Linked DNA regions of Ovis aries: region 2 is linked to region 1. The links are chromatin contacts, called in public Hi-C maps. All regions are on one chromosome and are shown on one strand. The core of a region is the stretch at or near the end of the contact, and the rest is flanking DNA. Distances in the headings are between cores, read along the strand shown.

Region 1 (7,850 bases), core at 3,836-6,335:
GGAAATCCTGTAATTTGTGACAACATGGCTGAAACTTGTGGGCATTATGCTAAGCGAAATAAGTCAGGCAGAGAAAGACTGCATGGTGTTACTTACATGTGGAATCTAGAAAGGCCAGACTCATAAAAACTGAATATGATGGTGATTACTGGGGCTGAGGGCGGGAGAAATGGGGAGATGTCAATTGAAGGGTACACACTCCCTGCTAAGGTGGATAAGTTCTGGGGATCTAATGTACAACATGATGGCTGTAATTAGCAATACTGTAATTATTATTACATTTTTGAAAGTTGCTGAAAGTCAGATGTTCTCACCACAAAAAAGAAGTGGTAATTACAGGATGTGATGGAAATGTTAGTTAAGGCAATGGTGGTGATTATTACTCAGTGCATGTAAGTATATACCTTAAACTTACACAATGTCAATTTTATCTCAATAAAGCTGGGAAAAAATTAAAGGAATTTCAGCAATGACATAGAAGTTCTTTAGTTGTGTTAACCAATATGGTCACCACTAGACCATGTATGGCTATTGAGAACGTAAAATATAGCTGTTGACCAAGGAAATGCTTTAAAATTTTTAATCTAATTTAAATTGCTGCTTATGACCAGTGGCTGCCATATTGGAGAGAAATTATTCAGTTGTGTTCTTAGACTATAATAGGATTAAACTAGAAATCAGTAACAGAATAGTTGGGAAATCCCAAAATATTTCTGAATTAATATACTTTAAATAATCTATGGGTCAAAACAAGTCAGTCAGTTGTGTCTGACTCTTTGAGACCCCATGGACTGTAGCAAGAATACTGGAGTGGGTTACCATGCCCTCCTCCATGGGGATCTTCCTGACCCAGAAATCAAACTCACGTCTTTTATGTCTCCTGCACTGGCAGGTGGGTTCTTTACCATTAACACCCATTAAAGGTAAGCCCATTCTATAAGTTCAGAATTATGGTATTATTAATTCCTGATATTGTTATAAATAGCTGAATAGATAAATAAATGGGAGAAAAGACAAATCTACATGCAGAAGAATTCAAAATAGTTTATGTAGTGATTCTGCCCTCACATTTCAAACCCCTTTTATTCAAAGGTCAACTGTACTTAGCCAGTTCAGTTCAGTTGCTCAGTCGTGTCCGAGTTTTTGTGACCCCATGGACCACAGCACGCCAGGCCTCCCTGTCCATCACCAACTCCTGGAGTTTACTCAAACTCACGTCCATTTAGTCAGTGATGACATCCAGCCATCTCATCCTGTGTCGTCCCCTTCTCCTCCTGCCCTCAATCTTTCCCAGCAACAGGGTCTTTTCAAATGAGTCAGCACTTTGCATCAGGTGGCCAAAGTATTGGAGTTTCAGCTTCAACATTAGTCCTTCCAGTGAACACCAAGGACTGATCTCCTTTAGGATGGACTGGTTGGATATCCTTGTTGTCCAAGGGACTCTCAAGAGTCTTCTTCAACATCACAGTTCAAAATTCATCACAGTTCAATCTTCGGTGCTCAGCTTTCTTTATACTTAGCCAGTACTTCTCAAAATTGTTAAGACCATCAGAAATGTGAAAAGTATGAGAAACTATCAGAGCCAAAAAGAGCCTAAGAAAACACTTTCACTACATAGAGTGTTGTAACCTGAATGAGATTCTGTAACAGAAAAAGGGCATTAAGTCAAAACAGAGGACATCTGAATAAAGTATAGACTTTGGTTAATTGTATCCATATCGGTTCATTAGTTGTAACAAACATACAATATTAATGTAAGATATTAACAACAGGGGAAAGCAGATATGAGGTATATAAGAACTCACTGTACTATTTTTGAACTTTTCTGTAAATCTAAGGCTATTCTAAAATAAAAAGTTATTTTAAAACGTGATAGGGATATGTTGAAAACCTCCTCTCAAAAACTGGGTTTTCCTACTCCTCCATTTTTATTCAAAATTTTATTGGCAGCCCTAGCCGGTGAAATAAAACATGAAAAACAAGATGCATTATTGAAAAGTAATAAAAAAATATGTTTCTATACATAGAAAATGCAATTCTATAAAATTTTAGAATTATCAGGGTGTTTGAATCTAAATTCATTCTATACAAATCAACTTTATTTTTATAAGCCAGCTACACACAATTCAAAACCTCTTCATGTGACTGAAAGATGTTAAGACCTACATAAATGATAGATATACCATGTAAATATTTTTGAAGACTCGGTTTTTAGTTCTCCTCAAATTGACTTAGGGACTCAATATAACTTCAATGCAAGTCCCAGCAGGCATGTTTGTGAACAATGAGATGCTGATTCTAAGATGTATATGGAAATCCAAAGGAACAAGAAAGGCTATAACAAAAAACCTGAAAAATAATTACACTATAACTAAGGCACGTGAGGGCTTCTATGGTGGCTCAGCTGTAAAGAATTCACCTGCAATGCAGGAGACCTGGCTTTGAGCCCTGGGTCTGGAAGATCCCCTGGAGAAAGAAACAGAAACCCACTCCATTATTCTTGCCTGGAGAATTCCATGGACAGAGGAGCCTGGTGGGCTGTAGTCCATGGGTCCCAGAAGAGGTGGACATGATTTAGTGACTAAGCAACAACGACTAAGGGAAGTAATTGGCATAAGCACAGACATAGACTAATGGAAGAGACAAGAGTGCAGAAACAAACCCAGTCTTATATGACCTTTGGAATTAAGACTAAGGCGGCACTGCAGAGGAATGAGAAAAGGATGGTCTTTTCAATAAACAGCCCTGGGTCACTTGGTTATCCCCATGGTAAACAAATGCAACTTGGCACCTACTTTAATATTTCCTTTAGAGTAGGCCAGCTAATTAGTGTAGTTTTTGTTGTTCATTCAATGATTACTTGCTAAATGGCATTTCCCTATTTTATTCACAAAATAAACTATAACTATCTGAATTATTTCACTTATTTGCTTTTTAATTATCTGTCTTGTTTCCAGTACTGCATAAAGTCCTTGAGAAAAAGAATTTTCTCTGTTCTGCTCAAACCAGTGTACTTGGAATATCTAGAACATTTCTTGGCACCATCAGAAGCTTTTTAATAAATAAATGAATTCATTAATCTGCCAGGGAAATTTGGAATGAAAATAGCAGGTAATCCCTTGATCTGGCATTTGAACGTTGAGACAGAGTTTACTTGGGAGAGCCTGTGTGCTAAGTTGCTTGAGTCATGTCTGACTCTTCGCAACCCTATGGACTGTAACTCACCAGGCTCCTTTGTCTCTGGAGATTCTCCAGGCAAGAATACTGGAGTGGGTTGCCATGCCCTTTTCAAGGGGATCTTCTTGACACAGGGATCAAACCCATTTCTCCTGTCTCCTGCATTGGCAGGCGGGTTCTTTACCACTAGCACCACTTGGAGAAACCTTTGGAAGAGCCTGGCGTGGGGTAAAGGTTTAGAATATATTCCAGATGGGGAGTGTGAAGGTGAAGTCACTCAGTTGTGTCTGACTCTTTGCGACCCTGCGGACTGTAGCCTACCAGGCTCCTCCGTCCAGGGGATTCTCCAGGCAAGAATACTGGAGTGGATTGCCATTTCCTTTTCCAGGGGATCTTCCCGACCCAGGGATCGAACCCAGGTCTCCCTCATTGGAGGCAGATGCTTTAACCTCTGAGCCACCAGGGAAGCCAGATGGGGAGTGTAGTACATACCAAATGTGAGTAAATGTGAGAGGGTATTACAGGGTGACTTTCTAAAGAGGCCATTCCTTTAGGCAGTAAATGGAAATGCTTGTTTAAAACAGAGTTTTATTTATTCAGTCACAAGACTCAGAATCTCTTTGGAGATGGGCCTAGTGTGTAATCTGTTTTAACAAACCCTGTTCACTTAAGATTGAGAACCACCAGATCCAAGCTATTATCCTTCCTTTAGCTGGGACCACTTCTAATTTTAAATCATTTACATGTGCCTTTTTTTTTTTTTTTTTTTAGCACAATTCTATTTTTAATGCCAGTGGAAACATAGGAAGGTGAAAGAAAAAAGAAACTCATAAAAATCTACAGTAATCTGTAAGTATGAAACAATATACTGTACTAAGGCAGTAAGAGAAAATTTCTCTTTCCTCAAGCTGAAGACTATTGAAAGGGCTCTCAGTTGAGTGAACATAAAAGCCCTAAGCGAGCTGGCCATAAAACATCTTTAGAGACATAGCCATGATTTTTCAGTAGCTATTCTATTGAAGATTTTATTCCACCTTGACTTAGAAGTCAATTTTAAACCTCCTCCCCTTCTGGAAAACATTTTTTAGTTATTGTCAGAGGACAGGCCGAGTGGCAGGCTTTAGTTTACTTAAGGAAGCTACCCGAAGATTTCAGTCCCAGGTGTTTCTAAATATTATGGGGAGGGGGAGGACAACCCTCGATTTTACAAACACAGCAGGCAAGGTAAGGCCGTCTATTTTTCTTTTTTTTAAATAAAAGCCCTCAGTACTGTTTTTCAATCAATTTCTAGCATCTATCTCAGTCTCTACTACGGAAACACTAAAAATTAAGACATTCATGGTTTGTTGGGGAATTAAAATAAGATCGTTTTCGTGGCCATGTGTCTTCTTCCTCAGATTCATCGATACAAAAGCGTTTTCAGTCCTTTGTCAAGTTCAGAGTCATCCGTCCACTCTTTTCCACTTCTAAAGTAGACCACTGGCGATCAATCAAAGGCAAGCACCTCCACGTGCTAAACTCCCTCGGGGCAGAGCCAGGTAGGGAGATCGATTCCCAGACCCGCGCCTTCCAGGCTGGGGTCCCTCCTGGACAACCGCTTCTCGCCCCTCCGTGCGCTCTAAGGGCTTCCACCACCTGGCTGGGTGGTCTGACCTTGACCCGCCTGGTCCCCCTCGCCGTCGGCGCTCAGCTACCCTCTGCGGCCACCAGGGGGCGGCCGAGCTCGGCGGCGCCGCGAGGAGGGGACGCCCGGGGAGAGGAAGTGCCGCGAGTTCTGGCCCGGCCCGCGCGGAGCGCAGGCGGCGGCGAGCTGCGGCCTCTGGCCCGGGCCTCCCCCTCCAGGCCAGTCCCCCCCGGCCTTTCCCCGCCCCACGCGAGCTGCCAGCGGCGGCGGGTTCCGGGTCCTGTGACCGGTCAGGCGGTGCGGCAGCGCGGCGGGAAGGGCGGCCGGTCTCGGAGAAGTTTCGACGGCCGGCGGAGCACCCGGGGCGCCGCGGGGAGGGCGCGGCCGGGCGGGGCCCCGGAGCTCGCCGAGAGCTGCCGGCCGGCGGAGCGGGGTCGGGGGCGCTCATGGCGGGCGGCGGAGCCGGGGACCCGGGCCGGGGGGCAGCCGCCGCCGCGGCGCCGCCGGAGACCAGCGAGCACCTCTTCAAGGTGCTGGTGATCGGCGAACTCGGCGTGGGCAAGACCAGCATCATCAAGCGCTACGTCCACCAGCTCTTCTCCCAGCACTACCGGGCCACCATCGGGGTGGACTTCGCCCTCAAGGTCCTCAACTGGGACAGCAGGACGCTGGTGCGCCTGCAGCTATGGGACATCGCGGGTAAGCGGATGGCGGGAGCCGGGGACGTGCGGGGACCCCGAGGCGGGCGGGCGGCGGCCTCCGGGCAGGGGGCGCCCGCGGGGTTTCCCCGCCGTCGGAAGCCTGGCGCGGGGTGGGGGACGCGGCGCTTGGCTGCCCTCGGTCTCCTTGCTTCTTTCTCTGTCCTCTGCCAGAACTTGCCTGCCGGAGTAAGTTTAAAAGAAAGGGGCTAAACCACCTGGAAAGATGGAAGGGGATGTTGGACTCCAGGGGGAATCAGCACAGTGGAACAGGCTCTGGTAATCGAAGAATTTAAAAGCAGAACAAGATAAATAAATGCGTAGAGAAAATGACCCTGGTTAGACGCCTCAGCTCGGTCTTTGGAAAGCTCTGGTGTTTTTAAGAGATAGGAGGCCCTCTCTTTTGGAGCTCTCACCTGACCAGAGGTGAGAAAGCCACGGAGGCTTTTCCCGAGTTTTTAATTATAAATCTTGACGAGAAAGAGGGAGGGGAAGGGGCTGGCTCCTCTCATTGGCTTTACCGTTTTACAGATAAGAACAGAGGTTCAGAGTGTTTGAACGACTTACCCAAAGTTACACTCCTAGTTAGGGACACCCCCAAGACTAGAAACCAGGGTTTCTTTTCAGAAGGGTTTTCATCATCCACTTTGAGTCTGAGACGCTTCCTTGGGAGCGAAACCCCATTCTTTGTACGCCTTGCTCGCATTCCTAGGGCAGGCCACCCAGGCAAAGATTTGAGAAAACTTCTCTTGAAACGTTATGCTCCTCTTCTCCCCCTGAACCAACACCTAGCCCCGCTCCTGCCTCCCCACACCCAATATATATTATTTCCCTGGCATTTGCTTTCCGTTGTCATTTTGAAGCATATTTTCCCTGTTTGAGGAGGGTACAGATTCTCCTTACTCTAATGTATGAAAACTTGAACTCTGGCTGGTGTGGTGGGTTGGATGTGTGCATTTAATAAGCCAGTAACTTTGGGAAAGTTGAAATATGGAAGTGGTACCAGGAATTACTCTGTTCAATCATTGTGAGTGTTAAGCTCAGTCTGCCTTCGAGATGGGGGCATGTTCAGAGTTAAAGAGACCATCCTTAATCCTCCACTTGTATGACTGAAGCCTGTAAAAGGTGTGGTCACCCAACTGGTGAAGAGTCAAGGACCCAGGTCTGTCTGCTGGGTAGGCTCTTTTCATCAACAGCTTATTACATATGAGATGATATTGAAGAAATATCACATATATACTTATTTATTTAAGACTAGGCTTCTTTACCTCTGATAGGAAAATATAAATGATGTATGTCACCTCTAAGAAAGAGGCATAGTCAGCCTTTGGGCTCAGCTTGTGGTTTGTTTTTTTTTTTTTTTTTTTTTCCTTTCTTTCTTTTTGGTTACAGAAAACAAAATGTTCGTTTGAAAAGTTTTGAAAAGTCATCTTTTGAAGCCAGAGGCTTCTTTTGAAACACTTCCTGCTTTTTCACAGAGCGCTTATAAGTAAGAGTATTGCTCCTTGACAAAGTCATGGATTCTAAAGGTTGCCTTACCATGTGATAATCATTCTACGGAAATCTTCAGTGTAGCTGTGAATTTCCATGAAGATGATTTTAAATCTCTGCCTAGGAGAATAGTTGAGTTTGCTTTATTCTTCATGTAAAATAGTGTGGTGTTTAGCAATTAAATTGTGATTGCGTTCTTCTGCAGGTAAATAAAAGATTTTTTTATGGCACAATTGTGTTTTTTTAAGCTTCAAGGAAAAATGCTTATATTTGGAGACTTGGGAAAGCAGAAGCATGACTTAGAGTTTTCTTCCCCTTTTTCATCCTGCTTAACCAGACCTATTTTACCAGGAGGCGAACATATTCAGTCTCTACCAGACTCTGGTACATATCAGCCTAGGTGGAATTTTCTTGCAGTTTTGCCTAAATCCAAAGCTTGAGCCTTTCCAGGAAGGAAAGCAGACCTTTCAGAATCTCCAAAAGGGATTCCATCCAGCAAGTACACACCAACAATTAACAAGATTAGAGGTAAACTTATGAGATGATTGGAAATTATAAGGTTCATCTTTTAAATAAGGTTTTCAGCATATAAGGAAAGTAAGAGCAAAAAATAATGTGGCTTTAACTTAAGGTTTAGGGAGCTTTATCATTAACTCTGTCATTAACAAACCAAGGTTTGGTTTGAATATTTCAGCTACTAGTGAATCCTGGCTCATACCATTTGAATTCAGTAGTCATGATGTAATGGAGGCTAAGTGAAGGTCACTCCAAATAGTTCCCCATGGCTAAACATATTTGCCTTGTGTAGCAACAAAGTTGAATCATATTTAATTCTCAAAGGGGGGAGGTATTCCTTGATT
Region 2 (7,850 bases), core at 3,626-6,125, 150 kb after region 1:
TATTTAGCCCACTTTTTTTTTCATGTCTTGAGCAATTGTGTTGTTAGAGGTTAACTAAACGAAAACATTTTTTAGTAAAAGACTTTTATAGAAAGTCTTTCTTGTACTTGAAAAAGCAGTGAATGCCAAATACAGTAATAACTCTAGAAGACATGACTGATTTTCTCCCTTGAGATTTCATTGTTTCATGTTGTAAATCTGGAAAGCAACTGAAGGAAGACTAAAGAAATCTCAAATTGGCAGGATCTATAAAGCCTTTTTAGTACGAAACTTTATATATCACGTACATTTCTATTTAAGTCTACTGAAATTTGCTGAGTAAATGGATAATCTAATCAGTATTGCATTAAATGTTAAATTCTACGTATAATCTTGGAATATTTCTTTTAACAAGTGTAGAACACTGCCTTTCTCTTTTTAGAAATAGTAATAAAGAAGCCTGACCAATTTCTTGAGATTTCAAGTCCATTTTTGAATTATAGAATGACTCCATTTACCATTCCAACAGAAACGTAAGTATTTAACAGTCTTTCCCATGAATACCTCTTGTTAACAGATAAAGTATTTTGTGATTTTGTGTAGTTAAAAATGTATGGTTTGGTGGCAAATGTATTTAAGTTTGTGTAAATGCAGTGATTATAGGAAAACAAAAATGTAGGTTCTATTTCACAGTAATAAACATTTAAGATAAATTTTGAATTGGTTAAAATAAGGCCTACATATGTCAGGTTTTACAGCTTTGGCTTCTGTCTGAGAAGCCATATACTGAGACACAGTATTTTGTTTTACTTTATTTTTTAAATATAAATTTATTTATTTTAATTGGAGGTTAATTACTTTACAGTATTGTTTTACTTTAAAAGTTAGCATTGGGAAATGTTTTTGATTCAGTTCAGTTCACTCTCTCAGTTGTGTCTGACTCTTTGCAACCCCGTGAACCGCAGCACGCCAGGCCTCCCTGTCCATCACCAACTCCCGGAGTTCACCCAAACCCGTGTCCATCGAGTCGGTGATGCCATCCAACCGTCTCATCCTCTGTCGTCCCCTTCTCCTCCTGCCCTCAATCTTTCCCAGCATCAGGGTCTTTTCAAATGAGTCAGCTCTTTATTACCTGGTAAATTATATCACAAGATCAAATGATTGTCATAAATACCTGGGAGATGAAGTCCGTCACTCTTAGAAGGAAACAAACAAACAAAAAGAGCTAACTAAATATAACAGCAAAGACAATGAAGAAGAAAAAGAAAGAAGGGAAGGAAGAATCCAAATTTACTAATATTTGAGTGTGACAGTAGGGATAGAAATAAAACCTGTGATCCTGGATCTCATGTTTTTAACAAGTTCATGTCTATGTGCTCAGTCACTCACTTGTGTCTGACTCTTTGTGAACCTATGGACTGTAGCCTGCCAGGCTCCTCTGTCCATGGAATTTTCCAGGCAAGAACAGGTTGCCATTTCCTACTCCAGGGGCTCTTCTCCACCCAGGGATTGAGTCGGCATCTCTTGCATCTTCTGAATTGGCAAGCAGATTCTGTATCACTAGTGCCACCTGGGAAGTTCATCGTGGCGAAAATGAAGTCTACAGATAGCAGAAATGAAAAGGAGCAGTGGGTGATATGATTTTACCATTAAAAGTGTGGTGGTTTATTATGAAGCAATTGATAACTAACACATGGATATGTACATATATCAAGGATTATCAATTTTTTGTGCAGTTAACTATATTTCAATAATCCCTCAATAAAGTTGTAAAAAATAAAAATAAATAATATTCAATAGTAATAATATGTAAAATGGTTTACAAAATGGGGTTCTAGAACCAAGGAAGACAAAATAACTGATATATAGAATTCAATGGATGTGCTTAATCACAGATTAGGTAAAACAAGAAAAAGACAAGTTAGAAAAATGAAAAACAGGTCAAAAGACAACATCCAGACTGATGTTCAGAGACTAAAACAAAAAAAAAAAAAAAGAGGGAAAGTACAGTAAATGACTTATAAGACAAGTTGATAAAGATCAACATACTTGTATATGGGTCCTTAGAAGTACAGGATAGAGTTTGGGGAATAATCATGAAATAAAAATATAGTGGGAAAATTTTCCAGAAAGTTAAAAAACTAAATCAAGATTTAGGAATTTCTAAGAAACGTCACATAATATAAATGGAGAGAAAACTGCAGCTGGATATTATAGTAAAACCTAAGACTGATAATATGATAATATATAGATATAAAGTGAAAAAATACTCCAACAAAAATCAGCATGGATAAATGTCACATACAAAAATATTAGACCAAAGAAATCTGGTACAAAATGTATATGGTTTATTTTTAATTATTTTACTAATACAGATTTTTTTTAATAAAAGCAATATATGGTGCTGGAACTCAATAGTCGGGAAGTTACCCATGGGGAGGAGTGTTGGCTGTGATGGGCAAGGGCAGGATTTGTGGGGCCTGATAATACCTCTTGATCTGAATAATGGTGATATGGCCGTGTTCACTTGGTAGGTTTTCATCAGGTTTTACATTTATGATGTGTGTACTTTATTCTAATTTTTTAAATCATTAAAATTTGTGAATGGCTTATATATATATGATAGGCTTATATATGTCATGAATACAATTACCGCTAGGTATGGTTTATCCTTCCCTTGGATATATTAAAATCCATGCTAAGAGTATAAACTGATGAATAAAAGCAGTCAGAATTTAGATCAGAAGCCTATTCATTGTACTTTCCTACTTCCAGAGCCTGTTTGCATCATAGCCAGTCAATCTACAATTTTTGGATTCTAGTTAAGTTGAAGATATTAGGAATATTATTGAAATATCTTACTTTTAAGGCCACTGCAGCTCTGTGCCATCAACGATTAAACAGTGAAAAGCGGGTGAGGAGAGACTGCTAGGCTGCAAAGCAGACATAGTTAGCCATGGGAATCTTATACACAGAAAATTCAATTTGCTGCTACCTTGGTTTGAAAGATTTGTTCTGTTATATATTTGCAAATCTAGTTTTCCTCAAACTTTCATTTTAACCTGTAAAAAATCATATAAATAAATTATTAATTTCTATACACATCTTAAATAAGTTTTAAAAGTTAGCTGAATTTATTTAAACATTTTAAATTGCATTTACAACAGTGGCATATTTGATTTTTCTTTACGTACTTTAAAAGCCAAAAAGAATAATAAATAAACTCTTACCAATTATACGAGAAAGGAGAAAATGTTAGTCACTCAGTCATATTCGACTCTTTGCGACCCCATGGGCTATAGTCTGCCAGGCCCCTCTGTTCATGGAATTCTCCAAGAAAGAATACTGGAGTGGGTTGCCATTCCGTTTTCCAGGAAATCTTCCCGAACCAGGGATTGAACCCAGGTCTCCCTTATTGCAGGCAGATTCCTTACTGTCTGAACCACCAGGGTCATCCCTTACCAATTATATAAATCATCATTAAAAATTCAAATAATCAAAATGATGTTTCTGGGGAACCATGGTTTTTCCTATGCATAAGTATTGATGCTTTTGAACCGTGGTGTTGGAGAAGACTCTTGAGAGTCCCTTGGACTGCAAGGAGATCCAACCAGTCCATCCTAAAGGAGCTCAGTCCTGGGTGTTCATTGAGGACTGATGCTGAAGCTGAAACTCCATTCCTTTGGCCACCTGATACAAAGAGCTGACTCATTTGAAAAGACCTTGATGCTGGGAAAGATGAAGGCAGGAGGAGAAGGGGACCACAGAAAATGAGATGGTTGGATGGCATCACTGACTTAATGGACATGAGTTTGGGTAAACTCCGGGAGTTGGTGATAGACAGGGAGGCCTGGTGTGCTGCGGTCCATGGGGTCACAAAAAGTCAGACACAACTGAACGACTGAATTGAACTATTAGATTTTACAAACCAAAAATTCTCTCATACCTATAACTCTCATTCGTATCCGACCTTTTGCAATCCCTTGGACTGTAGCCCACCAGGCTCCTCTGTCCATGGGATTCTCCAGGCAAGAATACTGGAGTGGGTAGCCATTTCCTTCTCCAGAGGACCTTCCCAACCCAGGGATCGAACCTGAGTCTCCTGCATTGCAGGCGGATTCTTTACCACTGAGCCACCAGGGAAGCCTCCATAACTTCATTATAAGCCTAAAATTAAATATAAAGCTATATTTTATGGCCTAATTTGTTAGATTATGTAACATGCTACATTTTTTCATCTGTTGCAAACACAAAATACCATGTAGAGACAGAATTTTCTTAAACATAAAAATAGTAAACCTTGTAATTTTTCTACTTAATTTTATAGTTAGTGTTACCCACTATGATAATTTTATCATTCCAAATAGTTTTTGATTGTCTATTAACTCACTGAGATTGCATACTTCTCAAATATTTTATGGACTGTATGAACCAGAGTTGCAGACCATCAGGACTAAGTTTTCCAGGATTCAAAGTGTCACACACTGACCTCTAGAATCTCTATGCTAAGAGGGACCACAAACGGTTGGTTTCACAGCCTGAACTTCCCATGTGACTCCCTTACTTGATTTTCTTATTCCTCCTTTCAGTTTTTTTTTACCTAATTAAGGTGGATGAAATTCTGTAACCTGGGTCTAGGTGACTTCAACACTTGATTGGATTCAGTTAACATATTCACTGCTTGAACCTGTTAGGGATTTCCTTGTATATCCATTGTAACTGGCCTAGACAAAAGCAAAAACATGTGTGAATGGCATTTCATCCTACCTGACTGCTAGATAGTCAGAGTTCTCAGGTCGGCATAAAAGAAAGCTGGTCGGTTGGTTTGTTTTTGATGAGCCCTGGAGTGTGACTGCTACACAATTCCTTTTCCTTGAAACATTGTCGTTGTAGCAACCATATGCCTGGTTCGCCTGTTCCTGGCTCCTGGCCGTGTCTGCAAGAATCAGAGCTTCACAAGTGTTTGTGCTACCCTCTAGTGGCAGTTTCAGGTAAATCTGAGACAAAAGCTAAAACGAGGTAAAGCAAGTTTTACCAAACAGAAGGCAATGGCAACCCACTCCAGTATTCTTGCCTGGAGAATCCCAGGGACAGAGGAGCCTGGTAGGCTGCCATCTATGGGGTCACACAGAGTCGGACACTACTGAAGCGACTTAGCAGCAGCAGCAGCAGCAAGGAAAAATCCAAAAGTAAAGGAAGTTCTATATACATGAAAATTAATTTTACCTTTGAAACACACATACTTAAAATATTTGTACTATAACAAATCTATTTCTGTTGTTATCGTCCAGTTGCTAAGTCGTGTGCAACTCTGCAGCCTCATGGAGTGCAGCACACCCGGTCTCCCTGTCCCTCACCATCTCCCAGAGTTTGCCCAAGTTCATGTTCATTGAATCAGTGATGCTATCATATTGTACCCATAAACTTCTAGCTTTGGCAGTGTTGATTTGAGGGTCATGTCAGTAATAACCTGAAAGAAAATACAGTGTACTTGGCTAGCTACTATAAATATCACACACCCATAATTAAAATTTTGACTTCTATTTCACTGATACATTGCTCTGATACTCAGTTAAGTCAATTCCTAATGTAAGATTCCTGTGTGTTCTGATCATCAACAAAGATGACCACCATAGCTTTAAAATAAACTGTGTTCCAGGAAAGTTTTACAGCATTGCACTGACTGACAGAGACTAGTGCTTCAGTAGTATAGAAAGCAATTAAATGTTTTTAACACAAATTAAAAAAAAATATACTACTGGTTGTGGAAGAAGGAGATTGATAAAATGAACAAAATCAGGACTTTCTATTGTTGACAAAACATTAAAGGGATATTATTCAATCACTATAAAAAGAAGGAAATCTTGCTACTTGTGACAATATAGACAGATCTTTAGGACATCATGTCAAGTGAAATTAGGCAGACAAGGAAGACAAATACCATATATTCTCACTTCTTTGTGGCATCTAAGCAAATAAACAAACTCGTAGATACAGGAGAATAGACTGGTGGCTGCCGGAGGCAGGAGGTCAGGGTGGATGAAGTGGGTGAAGGAAACCAAAAGATACAAACTTCCAGTTATAAAATAAATAAGTCCTGGGAATGCAATGTGTAGCATGGGAACTATAGTTATTAATGATGATGCTTTAGTCCCTAAGTCATGTCTGACTCTTGCAACCCCTTGGACTGTAGCCTGCCAGGCTCCTCTGTCCATGGGATTTCCCAGGCAAGAATATTGGAGTGGGTTGCCATTTCCTCCTCCAGGGGATCTTTCCAACCTAGGGATTGAACTCGTGTCTCCTGCATCGACCCAGGTGGACTCTACTGCTGAGTGACCAGGGAAGCCATAGTTCATAATACTGTGTTATATATTTGAAAATTACTGAGAGAATAAGCCCTAAAAGTTCTTATCACAAGGGGAAGAAATTGTAACTATGTGTGGTGATGTACATTTCTTAGAGTTTTGATTACCATTTTGCCATGTATACAAATACTGATTGTTATGTTGAATGCCTGAAACTAATAATAATGTTGTATGTCACTTATATCTCAATAAAAACTGCACTTATTTATTAGTACCTTTAAACAAGAAGTTAAGATTAACAGAAATTTTTCTTTCTTTCTTTTTTTTTTTTAGTCATTTTGTACGATCTTTTATTAAGAAAGGGCAGGTTCCAGGATCTGGTTTATCTTCCCTTACTGAAAATGATGAAACTGCAACCTTTAGCCAGATAGACTTAAACCAATTGACAAAAATTATGTCTCAGGTAACTATGTTACTCTTATTATTAGCCCAGTTCTTAACAATGAAAGGTTTTTTTTCCCCTTAAACTGTGAAATGTATATAAATGTATTTGAGCACAATAAATAATACTGAAAATGAGCTTCTTATGTACCTATTTCACAGTACCCCCACAGGTACCCCACACAGGTACCCCTCTGCTCCTCCCACAGTAATCAGGAAAGTATGTGTCCCAGGGGCAGGGCTACACAATACAAGGGTTTATTGGTATGTCTGAACTGGGAAAGGAACCCTTTAAATCGGGTCGCCCCAAATGAACTGAACCTGAGAGAGACATTAACCCCATGTGTTAAAGCCATTGAGATTTCAGGACTGGTTTGTTATCACAGACTAGTCAGCCTTATATGGTTCATGTTTTTAAACAGCAAAACTGCCTTACCTTTGCCTCTTAAAATAGATATAAATTTTATGATAGGGAAAACATGACTGTTTTCAGATGTTCCCTAAAGGTTAAGATTTAGCACAAGTCAGGAATTAATTATTTACCTGTTTCTTCTTCCACCTTCATCCTTACTTCCAGCTGTAATGGAAGAAAGATGATAAGGGGTAAAAATATTCGTTCTTTAAAAATATTCTAGCTGTGGAAGGATTAGGTATTTTTTCTTATACAACTTTATGTACAACTAATTGCTTCATTTTTTTTTCTCGCTTGCTTATTTTTTCTATGACACATTAGAAAGCTGTCCCAAACAACTTTTTTTTTTTTTTAAAGAAACACCATTAAAAAAACACCCTCTGAACACCTTCACCACACAAACATGTGAGATAACTCTATCAATGCCGACTATTTTCCTGGAAACATCACCCCTGGGATACTTTGCTTTCTTGCTCTTGTTCAAACTGATAGAAACCTGCAGTTGTCATCCTGGGACTTTCTCTTCTCTCTCTCCTCTGATGCATTTTCTAGTTTTTGGAAACTATGCTGTCCTCCTACTTTATACTTTAATTTCAATGGCATGCATCTTCTAATACTCCCTGAGAGAAGATGCATGGAAAGTGAAGACTATGAGAACAAGAAGTTATTTGTATATTCTTGAGGTTAACCCTTTATTACACATACGATTTGGA

The links. Hi-C and Micro-C count contacts between places; a contact is called where the count stands out from the background.
Region 2: a Hi-C map of blood shows a contact between it and region 1, with 9 times the contacts expected there. The contact joins the enhancer-like site here to the promoter of RAB32 in region 1. A contact is called at or near these places in 10 of 16 Hi-C or Micro-C datasets (blood, hypothalamus, liver and 5 more).

Annotation. Positions count from the first base shown.
Region 1 is chr8:71,041,764-71,049,613 of ARS-UI_Ramb_v3.0, forward strand. It overlaps RAB32 (RAB32, member RAS oncogene family), which reads left to right and starts at 5,086. Exons shown (of 3, transcript XM_015097461.4): 1 at 5,086-5,500. The coding sequence starts at 5,248.
Region 2 is chr8:71,195,631-71,203,480 of ARS-UI_Ramb_v3.0, forward strand. It overlaps ADGB (androglobin), which reads left to right. Exons shown (of 35, transcript XM_060419797.1): 11 at 422-512; 12 at 6,618-6,747. Among named protein-coding and RNA genes, the nearest start is that of ADGB, 84 kb to the left of the region's middle. Within about 2 kb of position 4,876, at least 3 of the 54 cell types and tissues checked have an H3K27ac peak or open chromatin away from gene starts, as enhancers often do.